Regions from separate parts of the Mus musculus genome. Here regions 2 and 3 are each linked to region 1. Evidence: chromatin contacts called from public HiChIP or PLAC-seq and promoter capture Hi-C data. All regions are on one chromosome and are shown on one strand. The core of a region is the stretch at or near the end of the contact, and the rest is flanking DNA. Distances in the headings are between cores, read along the strand shown.

Evidence for each region. Promoter capture Hi-C pulls out the DNA fragments that hold promoters and counts their contacts. HiChIP or PLAC-seq counts read pairs in DNA pulled down with a chosen protein or histone mark.
Region 2: a contact with region 1 is called in a BATF HiChIP or PLAC-seq map of CD8 T cells, with 6 read pairs. The contact joins two enhancer-like sites. A contact is called at or near these places in 1 of 15 datasets of contacts at CTCF or cohesin (the NIH/3T3 cell line), 3 of 484 Hi-C or Micro-C datasets (the HPC-7 cell line, embryonic fibroblasts and nephron progenitors) and 6 of 115 datasets of contacts at active chromatin or transcription factors (the 230-238 cell line, CD8 T cells, the NIH/3T3 cell line and 3 more).
Region 3: a contact with region 1 is called in a promoter capture Hi-C map of liver, with 4 times the contacts expected there. The contact joins two enhancer-like sites. A contact is called at or near these places in 6 of 39 promoter capture datasets (the 3T3-L1 cell line, the HPC-7 cell line, HPC-7-derived erythroid cells and 3 more), 11 of 484 Hi-C or Micro-C datasets (3T3-L1-derived adipocytes, the G1E-ER4 cell line, the HPC-7 cell line and 5 more) and 4 of 115 datasets of contacts at active chromatin or transcription factors (the 230-238 cell line, acute myeloid leukemia, bone marrow-derived dendritic cells and 1 more).

Annotation. Positions count from the first base shown.
Region 1 is chr7:75,574,240-75,576,939 of GRCm38.p6, forward strand. All of the region lies in intron 3 of Akap13 (A kinase (PRKA) anchor protein 13), which reads left to right. Among named protein-coding and RNA genes, the nearest start is that of Akap13, 120 kb to the left of the region's middle. Within about 2 kb of position 1,347, at least 221 of the 459 cell types and tissues checked have an H3K27ac peak or open chromatin away from gene starts, as enhancers often do. A contact at or near this core is called in CD8 T cells, liver, pancreatic cancer cells and 1 more, where this site is marked.
Region 2 is chr7:75,414,287-75,416,986 of GRCm38.p6, forward strand. No RefSeq gene overlaps it. Among named protein-coding and RNA genes, the nearest start is that of Gm46017, 22 kb to the right of the region's middle. Within about 2 kb of position 1,420, at least 71 of the 459 cell types and tissues checked have an H3K27ac peak or open chromatin away from gene starts, as enhancers often do. A contact at or near this core is called in CD8 T cells, pancreatic cancer cells and trophoblast stem cells, where this site is marked.
Region 3 is chr7:75,753,358-75,756,057 of GRCm38.p6, forward strand. It overlaps Akap13 (A kinase (PRKA) anchor protein 13), which reads left to right. Exons shown (of 37, transcript NM_029332.1): 37 at 1-1,252. Among named protein-coding and RNA genes, the nearest start is that of AU020206, 27 kb to the right of the region's middle. Within about 2 kb of position 1,399, at least 37 of the 459 cell types and tissues checked have an H3K27ac peak or open chromatin away from gene starts, as enhancers often do. A contact at or near this core is called in liver, where this site is marked.

The DNA of each region.
Region 1 (2,700 bases), core at 97-2,596:
TTATCAGTTACTATTTCAAACTGAACACTTTATAATAGTCTATGTAATCCAAGTATAAGATAATATCTTTTTTTTTCTTTCCATTTTTTATTAGGTATTTAGCTCATTTACATTTCCAATGCTATACCAAAAGTCCCCCATACCCACCCACCCCCACTCCCCTACCCGCCCACTCCCCCTTTTTGGCCCTGGCGTTCCTCTCTTTCCAGTGATGGCCGACTAGGCCAATAAGATAATATCTTGACAGCTTTGAGTTTGTCTATTGAGTTTGTTTTAAAAAAATCAAATAATGGAAAAATTTTAAAAAATAAAAATTTGGGAAAAAAAATCAAATAATGCAGTTCATATAAGGGCTGCCCTGGAAAAGCAAACCAGGAAGTAGTTGAAGAGAGGAAAAAGTGCCCACCTGTGTGGCTAGCAGTGATGATGCTGTGTTAGATATCATTTCTACATCTTGTACCCGTGAGCACTGCACCGTAATCCTAGGGTGTTACAGCGTGACTGATAGATAATAAATCAGTGTAAATTGGATCTTGGTGTGTGTGGGGCGGGGGGGGGGGTTCTTATTCTTCGCATACAAAGTATACACACACGTAAACAAACCTAAGGCATATCAATGAGACTCAAGATTCTACTAGGTAGAGGTTGAATAGGGAAAAGCTAAAAATGGTTTCTAGGAGTAATGAAAATAGGAAAAAGGGTTGGAAAGCACTGCTTTCAAGGTTTAGGCTAGAATACAGAAATCACGCTGTAGAGTTCAATAGCCTGCCCTTTTTCACAGTACACATGATGGGGTTCTAAGTTTGCTGTTGTATTTTTCTTTGTTTTTGTGTTTTGTCCCTCACTGTTATTCCCCTGCATGTAGAGACATTCTATAAATGCATCAAATTCGTTTGCCCGCCCTTAGTCTGCAGGATCTAGCAGTGTGGTCTTGTCTGTTTATTTGATCCTCTCTGGAGGGGGTGGAGAGCAGTCTGCAAACTGAGCATTTCACTTTTACTGTTCCAGAGGAAGAAAACCACATCAGGTTCTTAAACACGTCTATGATAAACTGAGTAGTAAATCTAGTTTATATCCCATTGCTGACTAATAGAGTCTCCTCTTTCTGTGTGGGATTGGCCTGGGCTGGTCCAGTAAGCGCTTTTAGGGTACTTTTTTAGATCGATGATAAAAACAAAGGCCGGATTGTTTTAGTCTCCGAAGAAGAGATGGCCCAGGGTGGGATGTGTTCCACTTTTAGCTTAACAGGAAATGAAGTAATTTTTGGGTCATAGTTCAGTACTTTTGTTTATTTGTAGCAGTTTTGCGTTTCCATGGGTGCAGATGCTTTAGACAGTGATAAAATGCTTGCAGGGAAAGAAGCCTGCAGGGAGGCTCTCCCAACCTCAGGCACACGTACTTTTGACCCACAGGGCCTAGGATTTACTGAGTTTAAGAAGACTGTTAACCTTAGATAACTTGCTTCTTACCTGGGTGCTTCTGGGTGCTTTTTGTTTAAGTCTTTTCTCCTGTTGTTTTTATTTTTATTTTTATTTTTTCAGTTCTGCAGTGCTAATAAAGTTGTTAGTTGTCCTACAGGCTTGCTGGCTTGTGAAACACTTTGTCAAGATTTAGTGATCTATTTTTCTGTGTGATACTTAAACAACAGTAGTGTTTTGAGTATAACTACCAGTTCCTGGTGCCTGTTTGCCATGTGCTTTGTGTGGTGCCTGCTGATATTTTCAATACTTCTGTAAGGTTGATGGTATCATTTTATGGTCAGAGAAAGGCTTCAAGGCTGGGTGTGTGTTAGGATGACCACACCTTTCTGCAAGAGAACTTGGCACACAAATCTACTGTTTCCTTCATTATTCCCTGTAGATTACTTGGTGGGTAACAGATCCTTCAGACCTCATACTTATGTTCTGTTTTCATTGTAAACAAAATTGACACTGCAGGGTCCTAAAATGCACTTAAACTTAGGACTTTCTCCCCTCAACAGTTTCTGGGAATTTTGTTTCTTTCTGAATCCTATAGGATAGCTTCTTTTAGAAATTGAGTAAAATTTCAGTACTTTTCCTTTAAAAAAGAAATAGCTCTGCTTATGTTCCTCTTGTTACCAGGAAATTGAGTGGAAACAAAAACACCATGGAAACTAGTTGAAAATTGTTGCTATTGCACTTCCCTACTACAACTTCTGTTTTTATTGTATTAAATTTGCTATAATTTCCCATCCTGTCTTTGTACTGTAGCTTTAGACTAAGGCAGACATAAGATTAATATTCCTCCTCCTCCAGCCGTAATCTGTCTAGAGCAAGCTTACAGTGAGTCTTACCTGTGCTTCTACACTGAGACCAGTTTTATTCCTAGATGTATATTACACAACCCTTAGTTTTAAACAATGGTAACCCCTTTATTTTTCATTTTATTTGAAAAGACACAGGGACTAAAAACTAATCTTGAGCTTGATAGTGATACTCTGCCAATCTTGAGTGTTTTGGCCACACGGTAGGTACTTAGTACTTTTTTTAGAGTTGTCTTTTATTTTATATATTTGCTTGTTTTGCCTGCATATATATATGTGTACCACTTATGTGCATATGGAGGTATCTTAGTTACTTTTCAGTTCTGTAAGAGTACCATGACCAAGACAAACTTAGAGAAGAAAGATTTTATTTGGGGCTTACCGTTTCAGAGGCTGAGTCTGAGTCTGTGATTATC
Region 2 (2,700 bases), core at 170-2,669, 160 kb before region 1:
TGTGGGTAGGTTAGAGTTTTAACTCTTTTTTTTTTTTTTTCCAACAAGCCAGTTTGGGTAGATGGCTAGCATTTGTTTACGTTTCCAAGGCCCGCAACAGGTAGTAACATACCGATGTAAGATTGACCTCATTCAATTGCCCAACAGCCTCTGCTCTTGTTATCTCATTACCTGAGCACAATGCCTTCCTGGTGTGCAGAGAGTTAATGAGGTCACCATCCCACACAGGAGAGCTTTTATTCCAGGGCTGGGCTTCTGCTGGGGCCTCTTCTCCCTGCTTTAGCCACCTGTGGTCACTCCTTCACATCCATTGGCTGTCTTTGGTGAACAGGCTATTGTTCTGTGGATGTTTTAAATGGCCCCTTTTGCCTATTTTTATTTCTTCTAATTAGGTCAGCAGCTTCTTGGGGACAAAGATTCTTTTACTTATTTGACACCTCACCCATAATGCATAGCATTCTCTTTGTATCCAATAGGTAGTCAGGCGTGCATTGTTGGCTGACTTATTTTCTCTGCCTCACCACCAACATAAGAGGAAAAAATAATCAAGCAGAAAGGGAAATGAATGAGCAATGGTCTAGATGTCTTTAGCTTCAGAAAAATTAATAGTTCTCTCTGCATTTTTATGGAGGATTCTTACTTGACGGTCACATTTTCCTACACATTAATGACGTTTTTGGTTGTGTTCTGGTGATAGTTGTTGTTATTGTTGTTGAGGCAAGATCTCACTTACTCTAAGCCCAGGATTCCCTGCAGCCCATGCTAGCCTAGAACTCACAGCGATCCTTCCACTTCCAGCCCCTCCAAGTGTTTACGTTACAGACACGATATCATCCCCTATACCAGCATTTTTTTTTTAAAGACAAGATTCCTTGTAGCCCAGGATGGCCTCAAACTCCTGATCTTTCTGCCTCTGGGATTCTATGCTTACAACACCATACCCAGCTATAGTGACTTAGTTTTGTTTTGTTTTGAAACTGGGTCTCATTATGTATCTTGGGTTGTCCTGGAACTTACTCTGTAAACCAGGCTAGCCTTGAACTCACAAGAGCTCTGCCTTCTTCGTCCTCCTGAGTGCTGGGGTTAAAGCTGTACACAGCCCTGACCTTGCAGCTATGTTGACTTTTCTAAACAAAGTGAAAGCCTTACTGAGTGCTAGGTTCCTTGTAGACATCCCTGTTTTATTTATCCTCACAGTAACAACCATCAACAATAACTGGTTTTATCATTATTGAGATTGACTGTCTGGGATATGAAGGAATTGCCCCAAAGCTTTCTGTCTGAGAACTAATGGAAGTGAGACTCAAGGCCAGTGGAATTCCAAAGCCCAAGGTTTTCCACTCCACTGCCTGTCCCGAGGCTCTGTCCCATGGTTTTCTGGCCCATCCCTTTCATTCCTTTTCTGTTTGACTGGCTTATCTGTAAATTGCGTAACACAGACTCCAGGGAAGTCTGATAATAGCTTTGAAAAGGGAGCACGTGGACTGAATGACAGCAACAAAGGGAAAGAGCATAGTTTACTGATCCCTTGTGGTAACCAGGTAGTTACTAGCCCTTTCCCAGTAACCAGGCTGTTTCTAGGCCCTTCATGGTTTTTGTTTTGGTTTTGTGTTTTGAGACAGAGCCTGCCTGGTAAAGCCCAAGCTGGATTCAACTGGCTAGATGGCTGAAGATCTTGGTTTTCTGACCTTCCTGCCTCACTTCAGGAATTACAAGTGTGCAACACCACACCCCATTTATTGATTCAGCTTACAGTCCTGAGATTCAAATGAGAAAGCTGAAGACCAGGAAGTCACATGACTTGTTCTTCAGCCCACAGGTCTTAGGTAATGGAATCACAACCTCACCCCAGAACTAATACGGAAGCAGAGTAGAAAATAGGAGATTAAATAAAATGCACACTTCGTGGTTTAGGGTGCTGTCTTTAGAGGGTTCTAGTGTCTCGTGCCATACAGGTTAGTCTGAGTGCATCAAGATTCTAAAATCTATGAGCTTCTGACACTGAAAATATTGGACACTTTCTCTGATGTGGTTCACTGAAGCTCAAGGAGGAAGCGCAAGAGGTCACAGGCCAAAGCCACATGTCCGACCAATCTCATGGTTCAGAGATGCTGCTGCTCACACATCCTTCTTGGTGACAGGAGAACCCAGAAAGCACCGGCTGCACTGAATGACCTTGGACTCTCCACAGACCACGTCCCAGGAAGAGATCTGGTCTGAAGCATCCTTTGGCTATGGAGCACACTATATGGACAGCTCCCAAAACAAGATTAAAAGAATTCCTTTTGGATCACAGATACAGGGGATAGTTGCTTTCTCTTCTTAGCAGTCATTCATTTGTTCCTGGCAAATGAACCCCATATGTTTGTACTGTTTGTAAATTGACACTCCCCACCCTTGGCAGGCAACTGGACTCAGCCAATCACAGCCATTTGTTCCCTTTTTCTAGTTTCTATCTCCTGTAAACCATAAGGGCAGATTATAATTATTACTAGTATTATTTGGCTGGGTTTTCTAAAGTGTGTGTGTATGTACACTTTTGGATGCCAGTCCATTTTAGAAACAGAATAATCTCAGTGTCCCACAAAGGAACACAAAACCAATTCAAAAGGAGCTTGGTAAGTCATTTATTTGGGGGAAAAGAGTGTTTCAAGGTCCAAATTGGTCTAGTGAGCACCATGGCCAAGAAAGTCTTTTATC
Region 3 (2,700 bases), core at 149-2,648, 180 kb after region 1:
TAACTGTTTTCTTAGAAGATGGAGAGGGTTAAAATAAAGACATGCCAGCATGCCCCCACCTCCCCACTCTCACGGAAGTCACCTGCAGGGAAGAAGCCCTCACCACGATTGATTTTTTTTTTTTTTTTCTGTTTCAAAAGGTACGAACTGAGTCTTCTGAGGGTCACGCTAGCGCCGCCCATTGCTAGCCCCGCCCACTGCCACACTGGTTCTTCCCAGCCTCCCTCATAGCAACAGCAAGCACAGATGTGATGAACCATTCAGGGTAACATCAGTACACACAGGCTTAGTAAAGGACACAACCTGGGCCCGTAGGCCAGAGCTTGCCTACAGTCCTCTCCATGCAAGTTTGTAATGTCTCCTCCTATCCCCGAGGCTCTTGTCACCTCACCCACTGTTCTTGCCAAGGCTCTTAAGTTGCCTTTGATACGTACCCAGAAGACAGTCACGGAGTGTGGGCGTCCTTGTCTGGATACCTGTGTATGGGTGCCTGTAAGAGAAGCAGCGACACACACACACACACACACACACACCCCTGCAGAGACCAGCTCCTTGTTTTCTTTCTTGTAGCATAACATTCCTAGTTAAGTTTGCTGCCTGCTGGCCAGGTGGAGAAATGCAAAGTATTCTAATGCTGCCATAAGCGGGGAGGGGTGGCAGAAGCCTTTTCCTGCACTCACAAGACTTACTTTGTCAAATGATCAACAGGTCCTGAGTTACTTCTCCATCTCAACTAAGGTGTAAAGTGGGTTTGCCCCACTACTGCAAGTGTGCCCTGCGGAGAAACCAGGCAGGCGCTACTGCCTCAGACCCCAGAGGGCCTCTGCAGCAAGCACAGAACCTATGCCTTAGAACCCTGCTAGCCTCAGCTGCCCTGCCTTGGTTGACACCTGCTGGGATTGGCTTGTCTCAGGTTTCTTCCTGAGGCCTGGGCTCTACAGAAGGTGGGCAGGATACACCTATCTATACCTCTGTTCTTGTTAAGTCGTCTCCAAATGCTGTATGAACATTTCTGTACTAAGCCCTATTAAATAAAAAGTCGGGTTAAACCCAAGTGCTGTATAGTAATTTGTAATTATGTATAAAATTAAGCAGTTTTGAACTGTAAAGATTTTTCAGTGTGTTTTCTGGAAATTTGCCACAACATACTGGCTTTGTATTTTATTTATCATCCATTGTAGTTACTGGCTTCAAACTCTTGTAAAGTCCCCCTCAGACCTTTCAAAAATAATAAATGTCTTTGAGATCTTGACCTCTGCCGTGATGTATTTGTGGTAAGGGAGTATTCACCTCCCTACCCTGGCAAGCCATCTGTTTCTGTGCTGTTGGGAGTAGGGTGTAAGGAGGAGTGGCCTCCCACAGCAGGCAAAACCAGGAGATCCGCCCCAAACCTCCAGGGTCACTGACCCATCCACCCTAAGTCAGAGTCCAAACCAAGCGTCCATGAAGTCAGCACAGTCAGGTTCAAGCTGCTCTGCTGACTACATGTTCCATCTTGGTTAACTCAACCTCAGGAACCAAGTCCCATGCACGTGGAACACTGCAAAGACACACCAGGTCAGACTGGCTGGTCCACACGCACTGCTTGGGCTGCTGTCCCCAGGCAGATGAGCTAATGTTCTCTGGACTTTGAGGAATTATACCATCTAGTGGCACAGAAGCCATGGGCAAAGCTCCCTGGGATCCTAACTGCCGCCTTCATTCCAACAACCAGCCTGCCAGGCTCTCCAAGGTCCCAGTCTGCCCATGAACTTGGAAGTGCATACATTTTTTAGCAGAGGCATTTGTAACCTTAGCAATAGCCATTCCCCTGCAAGTCCCTGGAATACTGACCCCTTTTCAACATCTTCTACCCCTGGCTGTCTTACTCCCCCACTGAGCATCCAGCTTGGCTCATCTGTCTCACCCCAGTGGGTCTGATTGCAGACTCTCAGCCTGAAGGAACAATGGTTCCTGTGGAGGCATTCACCTCCACTGTAGCTGGTTTTGAGCCAGAGAAAGGGCTGGGAGTCAAATCGGGGCCAAGGGGTGGGGGTGGGGTTGGGAGGCACAAAGCACAAGGCTCCAAGAACCCTGGATGGCCCTTCTGTAGGATGGTACCCTCCTGCTGGTCCCGAAGGGAAATCATTGTGCATAGGGCCTCCACCATAGCACAAACCTGATGTGTGAAAGTGGCCATTGCTGTTTGAAGGTCTCCATCCCAAGGGACTGCCCATGGCAAGGGTAGCCAGTTGTATCTTTTCTATTAGGGACCTTCCTTCTGGGAGGCTCTGCCTAGAAAGCCGGAGTGACTGCTTCACACAGCCAGACAGAGGCCTAAACCCACAGTGGGGAAGGAGCATCAGGAAACCACAGGGACTACACAACCAGGGAAGAAAGAGCTTGCACATGAGACAGGCAGGTTGCTATTCCTGGTCTTATGATTTCCTTGACAGCAACAACAAAACTGAGCATAGCAACAAGCTGTGAACCTAAGATCCCAATGGTCCAGCAACAACAAAACTGAGCATAGCAACAAGCTGTGGACCTAAGATCCCACTGGTCCAGCACCCGCCTCTCAGTCCCAACAGTTCTGCCATCCTACGGTGGTGTTCGTTAGGCGTCAGAAGTGGAAAATGCAGACAGGGAAGAGCCTGGGAGTGGTGAATGCTCCAGCCTAGAGGAACTGAGCCAAGTACTGCCCATAGCTCCCCTCTGCCA